2 separate regions of the Sus scrofa genome follow, and region 1 is linked to region 2. The links are chromatin contacts, called in public HiChIP or PLAC-seq maps. All regions are on one chromosome and are shown on one strand. The core of a region is the stretch at or near the end of the contact, and the rest is flanking DNA. Distances in the headings are between cores, read along the strand shown. Region 1 holds the start of TWIST1 (twist-related protein 1). Region 2 overlaps HDAC9 (histone deacetylase 9).

Region 1 (5,768 bases), core at 2,049-4,548, 530 kb after region 2:
TATATATCCACACATAATCAGTTTCCAATCTCTTTATTTTGTAAGACTATCGAAAGAAATCTAGAAAATTATTTCCCCAAGCTTTCACTAATCTTTAATATACATAAATTCCACAGGCTTCTTACTGTAAAACATGGTCTAAAATACTCACAATAATAAATTTACAATATGTCATGTCAGCATTCTATGATGATGTGTGGAGAGGGAAAAAAAAACAAAAACCCTTCAGGCAATGTAATAACCTCAACCTGAACTAGGCAAATCTGTTTGGATTCTTACACTTATTTGCCATAGTGATTGTTTGATTTAGGCAGCAAAATTATTTTCCAGTTTGAAAGGATCTCTAATTATACTTCAATGCAGTAAACTGGATTTAAAAGTTAAGAACTAAGTGAGACAAACTACCTATTTCTACCGTTATTCACTATAAAAGGCAGCATTTTTCTAGCCCAGAAATTACCAGAATGAACTTAAAAAAAAAAAATCAACCATCATTTGTCCCTGTTAATGTTTTGCTTTACTGCATCAGATTTTGTATACATTTAAGTAATTAGGGAAAATTTCTGAGTACTTTTGGATAAAATATATTTGCTAATGAACTGAACAAAATGAACAGCTATAGCATTTAAAATTGTAACTGTTCCAGTAGTTACCGAAGATACTGAGATTTCAGGTTCTTTGTTGTTCTTAACTCCATAGCTGTATGTTTTTTACATATAAAGAATTCTTCCCAAATGGACATCAACATGGGAAAATAGGCTTAACTTTGGCTTTTCTTTTCAGCAAATTTGAAATCAAATGTCATCCTCATTCATAAAAGAAGAGTTAAGTGAATTACTTCACAAATGGAAGTCTGAATTAAACTTTATTTTCTATACATTTGTATTCATTTATGTGTATGTATAGATTGGTAATTTTGATAACACTTTATGCACCCTTTCACTGAAATAAACCTATTATGTAAAAATCCTCATAAAGAGTAGAGGGCATGACAAAAAAGCACAGTTACAAGAGAAATAGTGCTGGCTTGCAGTGCTTATTTGCATTTAACTGTTTTAAAGCTGCCATCTCAAAATGTAAGAGGGATACATTAAGGTTTTGCTGTCTGGAGACCTGATAAGAGATGAAGGGGAGATGCTAAGCCCATTGAGCACGAAACAGGAATAATGATAAAGCTGTTTTTCTAAATAACTTGCCTGTACCTGTCAGCAGGCACTTTGAGTTTTTCACTGCTTTGTTTGTTTTACTGCCCCATCACCCTCCTGGGTGTCTCCAGAGTTAAACAAGCAGGTATTTACCTCCAACTTAATCCTTTAAAAATATAGACCAAACTCTAAGGTTCTTAAAATTTTCAATCATATTTATTTATTGCAGAAAAATAATATACAAAGATATTTACAAAACAATCATAAAAATATGAATGCATTTAGACACCGGATCTATTTGCATTTTACCATGGGTCATCAATAAATAAATAGAATGTTGTTTTTTGTATTTTAAGTTTTTTTTTCCTTCAGAGGAAAATCGAAAAAAGGAATTGACTGACTGTGATTTTGCAAGTCAGTTTGATTCCGTATTTTTATTTCTAAAGGTGTTCTTAAAATTCCTCTGTTACCATTTTAAAATGGAGAAAGTCCATAATGATGCCTTTCCTTTCAGTGGCTGATTGGCACGACCTCTTGAGAATGCATGCATGAGAAAATAAAAATAAAAACATTCTTCGTCAAATTAAAAAAAAAAAAAAGAACATAGACAACTGTTCAAACTTCTATCAGAATGTAGAGGTGTGAGGATGGTGCCGCTGCCCGTCTGGGAATCACTGTCCACGGGCCTGTCTCGCTTTCTCTTTTAAAAGTGCGCCCCACGCCCTGTTTCTTTGAATTTGGGTTCTGCTCTTCTAATTTCCAAGAAAATCTTTGGCATATATATTTATTTTTAGTTATCCAGCTCCAGAGTCTCTAGACTGTCCATTTTCTCCTTCTCTGGAAACAATGACATCTGCAAAAACCCAGAGGGAGGAAAGTTGGTTATTGTTTAGGTCTCTGTGGCTGTTTTCTAAGACTAGTGAGCACTGTTCTTATCACCACCACGGAGAAATTACGCTGAACAACCTGGAAGGATTTCAGCCCAAGGGCAAGAGGAAGTGGGTGGGCGGAAAAGAAGGAGGAGGTGGAATTTGGAAACATTTGTTTTAAGGAGAAGGAAAACTTAAAGCCAAAAGAAAGGGAGGCGCTGGCAAGACTCTCCTTACCAATGACCCTCGACTCTTTCTCAGTCTTGCCTCCTGTCTGTCACGAACACTCATCACGCACACGCACACGGTTCTCAAGGGCGCATCCCTCTCTCCCTAGAGGGGACTGAGCTGTCTTCCAGGGACGCTCCGGGGATGAGGTGGCGGTGCCAGGTTGGGTGGGAAAGTAGAGAAGGGAGTGGGACACAAGCAGGAAGGCTAGGTGGACGGGGAGCCACGGCCTGACCGTCAGTGGGTCTGCCACCTGAGCCGACAAGGGGCGCAGAGACGCTGGTCCTTACCTAGGTCTCCGGCCCTGCCGAGGGAGTGGGGAGCTCCGCCTGCTAGTGGGACGCGGACATGGACCAGGCCCCCTCCATCCTCCACACCGAGAAGGCGTAGCTGAGCCGCTCGTGGGCCACATAGCTGCAACTGGCCATCTTGGAGTCCAGCTCGTCACTCTGTAGGACCTGGTAGAGGAAGTCGATGTACCTGGCCGCCAACTTGAGGGTCTGGATCTTGCTCAGCTTGTCTGAGGGCAGCGTGGGGATGATCTTCCTCAGTGCGGCGAACGCCTCATTCAGCGACTGTGTGCGCTGGCGCTCCCGCACGTTGGCCATGACCCGCTGTGTCTGCAGCTCCTCGTAGGACTGCGGACTCCCGCCGCCGCTGCTGCTACCGCCTCCTCCCGCGCCGCCGCCGCCGCCGCCGCAGCCCGCAGACTTCTTGCCGCGCTTGCCTTGGGCCGGGCTGCCAGGCTCCTCGCCGCCTCCGACGCCCCCGCCCGCGGCCCCGCCGGGCCCCGAGCTGCCCCCCGCGCTGCGCCGGCTGCTGCGCCGCTTGCGCCCCCCGCGCTTGCCGCTTGGCGGCTGCTGCCGGTCCGGCTCCTCCTCGCTGTTGCTCAGGCTGTCGTCGGCCGGCGAGACTGGCGAGCTGGACACGTCCTGCATCATCTCTCGGGCGGCAAGGCGCGGCCTCGCAGGCCCGGGGCAGAGCGGCGGCCCGGGGAAGAGGAGGAAAGTGGGACGCCTCAGCCCGCCAGCTTCCCCCGCTCGCGGCGCCGGCCCGGGCGATGCGGCCCGCGGAGGAGGGAGCGGGAGGAGGGACGAGGAGAATCTCCGCTGGGAGGGCGCGCGGGGGAGGCGGGGAGGGAGGCGGGAGGGGGAGTGGACGGTGTGGATGGCCCCGAGGTCCAAAAAGAAGGCGCCCAACGGCCGCACGCACACCCCACTCGGCCTTCTGGAAACGCTGCCTGTGCCGGCGAGCCCGCGAGGTGTCTGGGAGTTGGGCGAAAGCTGCAGACTTGGAGGCTCTTATACCTCCGTGCAGGCGGAAAGTTGGGGGCAGCAGTGTCATTGGCCTGACGTGTGGAGGAGGGACTTTTCGAAGTTTTATAGGAAAGTTTCCGCTTTCCAGCCCCCCTTCTCCGTCCCCACCCCCCCCTTCCTGGGGTCTAACAATTCGTCCTCCCAAACCATTCAAAAACGACCTGGCCCAGGCGGCCGGCCCCTCTGCCCGCCTCCTTGCTGCCCTCCCCCTTCCCTCCCTGCTGCCCTACGCCCGCGGGGCGCGGGGCTATTTCCTTCCGCGCCGGAGCCCGCGGCCGCGCCCCCGCACCGAAGCGCAGCCCGGGGAAGCGGCGGGAGGGGACTGTCCCCACTGCGGTGTCGGTCTCTCCCGGAGTGACTGTGACAGCAGCGGCGGCGACAGCTTCTACGCAGTGGGTTAAGTTTCAGCTTGCCCCACTACCCTCTAGGTCCGTGGGGCGGGTTTGAGATTGCTGGGGCGGGGGAAATGGCAAGAAAACTGGCAAAGGCATAGCCCAGTGTATAGTCAGGTAGACGGGCTCCTGGAGTCACCAGGGCCAAACCACCGTGGCTGGCCTGGAGATCTTGGGCGTTTCTGAAGACGTGGCTGCGCTGGGGACTGCAGATCTGCGTCCGGGCCTGTTCTCTCATCCTTCCTGGAGAAGCATCTGGGCCTTTCTTTTCCCTTCACAGTAACCCAATCTAACTTTTCCCAACGCCCAAAGGTCTGCTTCTCCGAAGGTGCTAGAAAGAGGCAGAAGTTCATTCTCCCGCGGAAATCAGGCCTGTCCTTGGAGAAGGTAGCAGGGCCGGAGGGGGGCAGCGCAGCGTCTTTGCCCGAGGCCCTGATTGCCTGAGCTGCTAGCCCATGGTGGAGTACCCTGTGGTCATTTCATCCCCACCCTACTTCCACATAAGGCCCTGCATTGTGACCTCTAAAGATCGGCTTTGAGAGAGATGGGGGTTCAGTAATTCCTGGACACGCGGGTTTGACGGCTGCAAGAGCCCCCTTCCCCACCCCTCACTCCTAGGAGGTACAGTGAGAAATTAGGTTTCGGGCGCCTCAAACGCATTACGATTATTTAGACATTTTTACATTTTAAGCGTCTCTATCTAATAAGTAACAACAAAGAGCCTCGAAGAGGGTGTTAATGCAGATTCTGGCAAGTCTGAAGCAACAAAAGTCGGTGAGCTGGAAAGGAAGGGAAGCTGCTGCCATGGAAGAGAAACCCATCTTTGCAGTGCTAGACTTTTTTTCTTTTTTCTTTTCTTTTTTTTCGAACGAATTGGGATGGAATAACCGTTTCATGTCATTCATTTGACTTCTGCAAAGCAAACCAGAGGTCAAAAGCAGTAGGGGATTTTTCGGGGCAGATTTGGGGGTGCAGAAGTTGTCTGCCTTGCGCTGGGCTACCCTGCACAGGCCCAGGTCCCCTCACTCTTTACACGGGCTGGACTCTCGGCCGCGAATTAACTCAGCGATGCCTCACTTTCTGGGCCAGACCGAGGGTCGTGATCCACTGTGTTCTGAAGAGGAGGCGGGAGACCAGACGACGCGCGGGCAGGCCACGTGGCTGTGCCCTGCTGAGTCTCTCAGCTTCAGAAACCCAGGGTGTGGGGCGCCTGGGGCCGGCTGAAGGGCTCAGCCTTCCGGGGAAAGCGAGGGCCAGAAAAATCCCTTCTGCGAACAAGGCTAAGCTTTAATGGGAGGAGCGACTCGCACAGTTTGCCTATCACTAGTTGTACAAAGCTATATAGACAATGACCACAGCGTGCCAACGTGCCTGTTTCTCAAGTCGCTGCCATATTTTAAAATGAAAGCCAGTCTGAAAATCGGATTCTCCTTGACTTCAACTTAATAGTTTACAGGCAGGTCTTCTTAAAACAAAGCACAGTCTTATAAGTCTCTCCTTTGTTGCATCTTCTGCCTAGATTTGATCTCTTGGAAGCAGAGAATAGGCTGAAATTCTGCCCTATTTTCTACCGAATGTTATCTTTGATAAATCTGAGTTGCACAGTATTCTGCAATTCTTATTTGAACGTGGCTGCAGAAATCTTGAAATTTTTCCACCTATACCTGTGTTTGTTTTTTTTTTAAAGATCAATTTCAAATCTTAATTTTGTTTTTTTTTTCCCTTTAGCTGAATACTCAAAAATAAAAAGGTCAAATAATCAGACTCTTTACTTTGTGACTATGGGTAGGCAAGACAGGAAACTGTGGGCAAAGGGTA
Region 2 (6,388 bases), core at 2,900-5,399:
CAGCAACGCCAGATTCTTAACCCACTGAGTAAGGCCAGGGATCGAACCCACAACTTCATGGCTCCTAGTCGGATTTGTTAACCACTGAGCCACAACAGGAACTCCTGGATTGATTTTTTAAAGTAATAATAAGTTGTTTTCTTTTAAGTTTAAGGAGTTCTTTTGGTTTAATTTTTAAAATTTTTATTGTTTTGCATTTTTTATGAGCAAGGCTAAAAGTTGGTGCATTTAACATTCATTTACATTTTGTTTTTATGAGGAAGGCATAGTATGATGCTTTACTTATATTTGTGTTTATATTGGCCTAAGATTCATCTTAGGCTTCTATAGTCTACATCTGTTGAATTAGATGCTATTATCCTATTTTCCCAGCCAGTAATCTGAGGCAGAGAGAAATGCTGTAACCTGTTCCAGACCACACAGCCAGTAAATGGATGCTCCAGTATTTGTAGCTTGTCTGCCTCCAAAGCACCTAATTGTTCCTGCCTCTGTCTTGCACTGGAATATATTAAACTAGAGGAGTGAAGTTTTGTTTCTTTTTTCTTTTCAATTTCATTCCTCCAATCTTCCATAATGAATAGTAGCGATGGAAATTAAATTGTATGTTTTTCTAGACTCCAAAGAGAGATTAACATTCAGTTCCATTGGGGCTTTGAGTGAATCTATGACCAACCCCAATATCTATATAGAATTAACATTTAAGGCAAAGTTGAAGCAGAATTATGAAATTTTTGGTTAGCAGAATTTGGAAATTTTTGGAGTATCTAGAAACACCCATTAAGAGACTAGTAGGTCAAATCCAAAATGCTCCAGATCTTAATATGAAAAGTAACCAGAAATGCTTCTAACCCTATCCTTCTGGGATGAGGAAAGCTGTTGTGTTTGACATATAGAGTTGGCTATCTGTTGCTCCAGAGTGACTCAGATGCCATTCCACATAACTTTTTATTCTTATTTTGTTACTTTTCAGTGTCAATTTCAGAGTTCTAGGCATCTAATATAAACAGCAAATTACACTAACTCCATTAGTATTGAGTTTAAAATAGTACTAGTAAGCAAAGTTAGTATAATTCAAACTTACAACCTAAATTTCATATGTATTATGAACATGATGTATGAGGGAGATTATTTCTCTGTCTTACATATGAGGAACCAGTGCTTTGAGGAGTGTAGTAAGTTGTCTATATCTCATATCTAGTAATGTCAGAGCCTGGTAGAACTCAGAGTCTTTACTTACTCCTCAGGGGGAACACTTACTATTAATCATAAATGTCTATTTCTCAGTCTGAGAGAAATCTGACATCTCAACATGGTTATTGAGAATGCTTCACATTCTTGTTGTACATTATGTGGAAGTGAATTCAAGGAATTCAGACAGCCAGACAATAGTACATCAAAGCATAGTCTTATGGGAGTGAATTCTTCTTGATCAGTTTCTCTAATCTGCAGAGCTTTGTGTGAACCAACCAGACTTTTGCTATTTTGAGAGAAAAGCTTGCTATGGATATATGGAATGCATTCATCTATTGAAAACTTCCTCTGTAGGATTTTGAAATTTTTAGCATTCATTTTATTTCTGGTAGATTTCCCCCAAATTAACTAAAATCGCACTATCCTATTCAGTTTATGTTCAAACCATTTCTCAGAATAAGAAGTAAAGATTTCAGTTGTTTTTAATATTGTGAAAGACTTGGGAAGTCCTGCCTTTCTTTGCCTGTGTCATATATTTCAGATGTATAAAGAAAAGTCACTAAGGAACTGAAGATCTGAATGAATTTGGTAACATTTTGATAGGGCGATGTAGGTGATGAAGCTGCCTAAAAACTTTCTTGTTAATGACTATATATATCAAGTCTGTTGAGATTAACTCTGATGGAAAATAATATAGCAAAGGGAATGTGTGTGTGTGTGTGTGTGTGTGTGTGTATATATATATATATAGTCATATATATATATGAATGACTGGGTCACTTTTCTGTATAGCAGAAATTGGCACAACATTGTAAATCAACTATCCTCCAATAAAAACTTTTTTTTTCCCAAAAAAACACCATCTATGGCACTAGTTGCTTGTCTTTAGATTTCAGTAGTACACAAAAAAGTGGGTAAACTGTAAATACAAATAAGTTCCAATTTCAATTTTGGACTTTGATGACTATGAAGCCTTAAAGAAATTGCACACTCTCATGTCTTTCTCTTCTCGCAAGTTGCAACAGGAACTTCTAGCCATAAAACAGCAACAAGAACTCCTAGAAAAGGAGCAGAAACTGGAGCAGCAGAGGCAAGAACAGGAAGTAGAGAGGCATCGCAGAGAACAGCAGCTTCCTCCTCTCAGAGGCAAAGATAGAGGACGAGAAAGTAAGAGGCACCAGGGTAAAAGATGGATCTCTTCCCTCATCTTTAGCTGATCGTCATTCAGAAAAGAGCCTGATAAAGAGCGGAATTAAACTTGTCAAAATTGTCTGTGTTTAAGTAAAACGATAAATTATGAACCCAAATGTAAAGCTTTGACATTCACATGTCAGCTCTCTACATTCAGTTTATGGGCATCTCCAAAAGTAAACATAGCATTGTTTGGCAAAGATACCAATTTCCCTTGTTTTGAACCTTAAAAATAATGTTATACTAAGGCAATATAGCTCTGCCATTCTGTTCAATAATAAACTTACTTCCACATTACTCCATGCCTTCCTCCTGCTCAAGTAATAATTACTTTTTAAGTCAAGCCTTGTTTCCATTTAGTTTTCAAGTAACCTAGGTAGTATTAAGATTTAAGGGAGAACACTTGTTTTGTTTTGTTTTGTTTTGTTTTAACTATCCACAAGAGGGAGACAGATCCAAATAATTCTCCTGTATGAGGTCAGCTGAAAATCAGGTCTTAGCAAGGTTTAAAATGTGATGACTTGAACTGGAATTGTCAGCGGATATTTATTTGTTTGATGCTCAAAAGAGCTTTTATAAAAAGTTAGTTTTTCAAACTAGCAACTTAGAAGACCTCATTTTAATATGTTTTATCACTTATGATCTCCCAAGATTCTTGACTTTTTAAAGGCAGTGTTTTGTTCCTCAGCAGTATTTTTTAAACCTTAGGAAAAAATTAGTATTAATTCTGGGAATCCCCCTTCTGCAAAAGCAATTAAAGAAATCATTGAAGCTCTTTTGAAAATTGGCAGTTGAAGCAGTAGTTACAAAACATTACTCTGTCACTTTCTAAAGCCTGTTTAGACTCTCATTTTGTTTTTAATAGGAAAACTTCATATGCTGTGACCAGTGCTGTTACTCCTTAATTTTTACTAAATATTCCAGAGGCATGAAAGGACAGAACCCCAAATCACCATCTGTTTCTGTATGTGTGTGTTTCAGGGGCAGTGGCAAGTACAGAAGTAAAGCAGAAGCTTCAAGAATTCCTGTTGAGTAAATCAGCAACAAAAGACACTCCAACTAATGGAAAAAATCATTCCGTGAGCCGCCATCCCAAGCTCTGGTACACGTATGTTCAGTGTTTGGCTTTATTCATTTCCAGGGATAAAGATCACAGGTTCTGAATTCAGAGGACCGGGGCACAAGTCCCTGGCCTGCCAAGTCCTCAGCTGTATGGCTGTGGGCAAGTCCCTTAAATTCTCTAAGGCTCTGTTTCTTTGTAAAAAGAGCATGATAGTAGTACCTGCCCTCTAGGGTTTCTGGGAAGGTCCTAAGGAATAATGTGGTAAAGTCCGTAACAGAGAGCAGCTCTTCAATAAATGTTAGCAAGTGTCATCTCAAGGGCTAGAAAGTATTACGTATGTTCTGTGCTGAATGAATAATTGGCAAATGTTGGGTGGGGCATAGATATTCATATTTTGCATTTTTCTATTCTCAGATGGTGCATCTGATATCTTTACAATAATTTCTGAAGATGTGGCAGGTCGAGATTTTATTTTACTTGGCTTGATGTAAGATGGAGATCTGAGTTATTTTTTTCAAGCCCAGATGGTTGACTTAATTAAAAAAAAAAAAAAAAAGGAAGGAAGACAAGGGAGGGAAAAGACGGGAGGACAGAGGAGTAACCAGCTGATGTAGGGGCTAGTTAACCCCTGCCCACCTGACCTCATTTCTTCCCACCCTGAAAAATGAGAGTAGATTGACTTCTGACACAAGCTGACAACATAATACACTTCCGTGTTACAGTTTTTTGTGCAACTATGTTTCCCCAAGTTCAGTAAAGAGATACTATGTAACACATAGTTCTTCCTTTTGTGAAATATGAAGGAGGTGGCATTTCTAAAGTCAGGAGAAAAACTGATAGTCAAAGCATATTTGGATAATAGACTAATAGATCACAGTTTCATCTCTCTTGTTTTAAAAATATATTTAGAATTTTATACTTATAATTTTTTTAATCCCTCACGTTATAAGGATAAAGAAGTAAATACTTGATTACTCTGTAATGTTGACACTTTAAGCATACTTTAAGTTTTTTAACATATTCTTTTTTAAACTATTGCTTTTCAGTTTTTAAAAAATTATGCCTTTATTTTTACAAATTTATTTATTTTATTATTTATTATTGGCCATGGTATGCAGTGGCTTGATGAGAGATCTCAGTTCCCAGACCAGGGATTGAACTCAGGCGGTGGTAGTGTAAGCACCGTGTCCTAACCACTAGTCTACCAGGGAACTCCTAAGAGTCCTATTTAAAGAGTATTGTTTTTATATTTCTATCTTAAAGTATCTTCCCTTCTCTGCGTCTAAAAAAAAGATAAATGAGGCAGATTCCAGAACGCTGTGTAAATACATTTTAATGGTTTACGTAATTTTTGCCATGCATGTCAGTTGACTTGAGGAATCAATCCCTGAAGAAAATTTCCAAATGTTCAGTCAACATCAAAGTTATTGAAAAAGAAATCATGTATTATTACCCAAAATTGCATACATAGTGTGTAACTAATTCATATCTCTTTTAAGTTAAAGCCTATTTTAAGAAAATTTAATACCTTTCTTTAAAAGTGGGAAACAGTTTTATGCAAACAACTCATCATGAAGAGTCTTTAGCCATTCCCTTGGGTATATTAGACCCATCTCTCAAATGTTACTTCGCAGTTCTTTTTTTGTACTGAACTGAACTTCAGAGGGGTCCAACTCCTGGACAGCCGTAAGTCATCAATTTATAAAATCTGAATATAATAATTTTGTGCTAGTTATAGCTAGATGAAATACCCTTAAACCAGTTAATTCTTGAGAATGTTAATTCAAATAAATAACACTAGTATAAAAATCATCCTGGTGGTGATACTGTGCCTCATCCATTGTTTTCTTCATATATAATGATTATTATAGATGTTTATATCCACTGGGTAGTCTATGTTCAGACCCAAACTGTTCTCCAGTTGCACAACTGCATCTCTTTCACTATATTAATGCAGGTAAGACAAACATTTTAAAAGATCCATTTCATACTGAAGAAGGATGTGTCTCCAGTCTTTACCTAGGGCTTCTGTGGAAGTCAGGAGACCTGGAGGCTATTGATATAGTATTGTCTCTGAGTAAAAGGCACCCTCATGTACTTCCATGTACTAACTACCAATTTTTTTTTTAATGGAGTCTTTTTTTTTCTTTTTGACTGCACCTGTGATGTGTGAAAATTCCTGGGCCAGGGATCTAACCACAGCAGTGACAATGCCAGGTCCCTAGCCCACTAAGCCACCAGGGAACTCCCTAAATGAAATCCTTCTGTTCTGCATTGTTGACTAAAAAGTATTCAGGTGATGACTTTTCCACTAATGTGACTCTTAAGAAAACACACAATAATCTCAGATATCAAAACTCAGGCTTTTGGTAAATTCTCTCCTTTGGTAAATTCTCTCCTTTGGTAATTTCTCTGTGACTATGTGACCAAAGGCACATTGGGCATCCTTAGGCATCCTGCATCATTCCATAAAATGCTGCTAAAGTCAACTGGTTACATGAGGCTGTGGTTTACACACACTAAAGAGAAAGAACATAAACACAGCTGAGACACATGTTACAGCATGTGCAACCGATTATCGCTGACCAACATGCAATAAAAACTCCAGGGCAAGTGGTGAACCCTCTTTTTCTTTTGTAGGGCTGCCCACCACACGTCATTGGATCAAAGCTCTCCACCCCTGAGTGGAACGTCTCCATCTTACAAATACACATTACCAGGAGCTCAAGATGCAAAAGATGATTTCCCCCTTCGAAAAACTGGTAAGTCAACTTCACAAGAAGACTCCACTTGCTCTTTCATAACATTCCTGTAGTTTCATTTTGCCATACCTCTAGAGGAAAGTCAGAGGATTCGAATCATAGCTATTATGTCCTCCCTACGGCTGCCCTCAGCATAAGCAAAAATGTGCATGAGTACATACAAATACACACACACACACAC

The links. HiChIP or PLAC-seq counts read pairs in DNA pulled down with a chosen protein or histone mark.
Region 1: an H3K27ac HiChIP or PLAC-seq map of alveolar macrophages shows a contact between it and region 2. The contact joins the promoter of TWIST1 here to the enhancer-like site in region 2. A contact is called at or near these places in 1 of 5 promoter capture datasets (fetal skeletal muscle), 9 of 47 Hi-C or Micro-C datasets (embryonic fibroblasts, epiblast stem cells, fibroblasts and 4 more) and 2 of 2 datasets of contacts at active chromatin or transcription factors (alveolar macrophages and skeletal muscle).

The regions. Positions count from the first base shown.
Region 1 is chr9:88,286,833-88,292,600 of Sscrofa11.1, forward strand. It overlaps TWIST1 (twist-related protein 1), which reads right to left and starts at 3,299. Exons shown (of 2, transcript XM_003130192.5): 1 at 2,533-3,299; 2 at 79-1,998. The coding sequence starts at 3,183. The coding sequence ends at 2,575.
Region 2 is chr9:87,760,297-87,766,684 of Sscrofa11.1, forward strand. HDAC9 (histone deacetylase 9) reads left to right here. Exons shown (of 28, transcript XM_021102482.1): 7 at 2,208-2,373; 8 at 3,364-3,490; 9 at 6,086-6,207. Among named protein-coding and RNA genes, the nearest start is that of TWIST1, 530 kb to the right of the region's middle. Within about 2 kb of position 4,150, at least 3 of the 83 cell types and tissues checked have an H3K27ac peak or open chromatin away from gene starts, as enhancers often do. A contact at or near this core is called in alveolar macrophages, where this site is marked.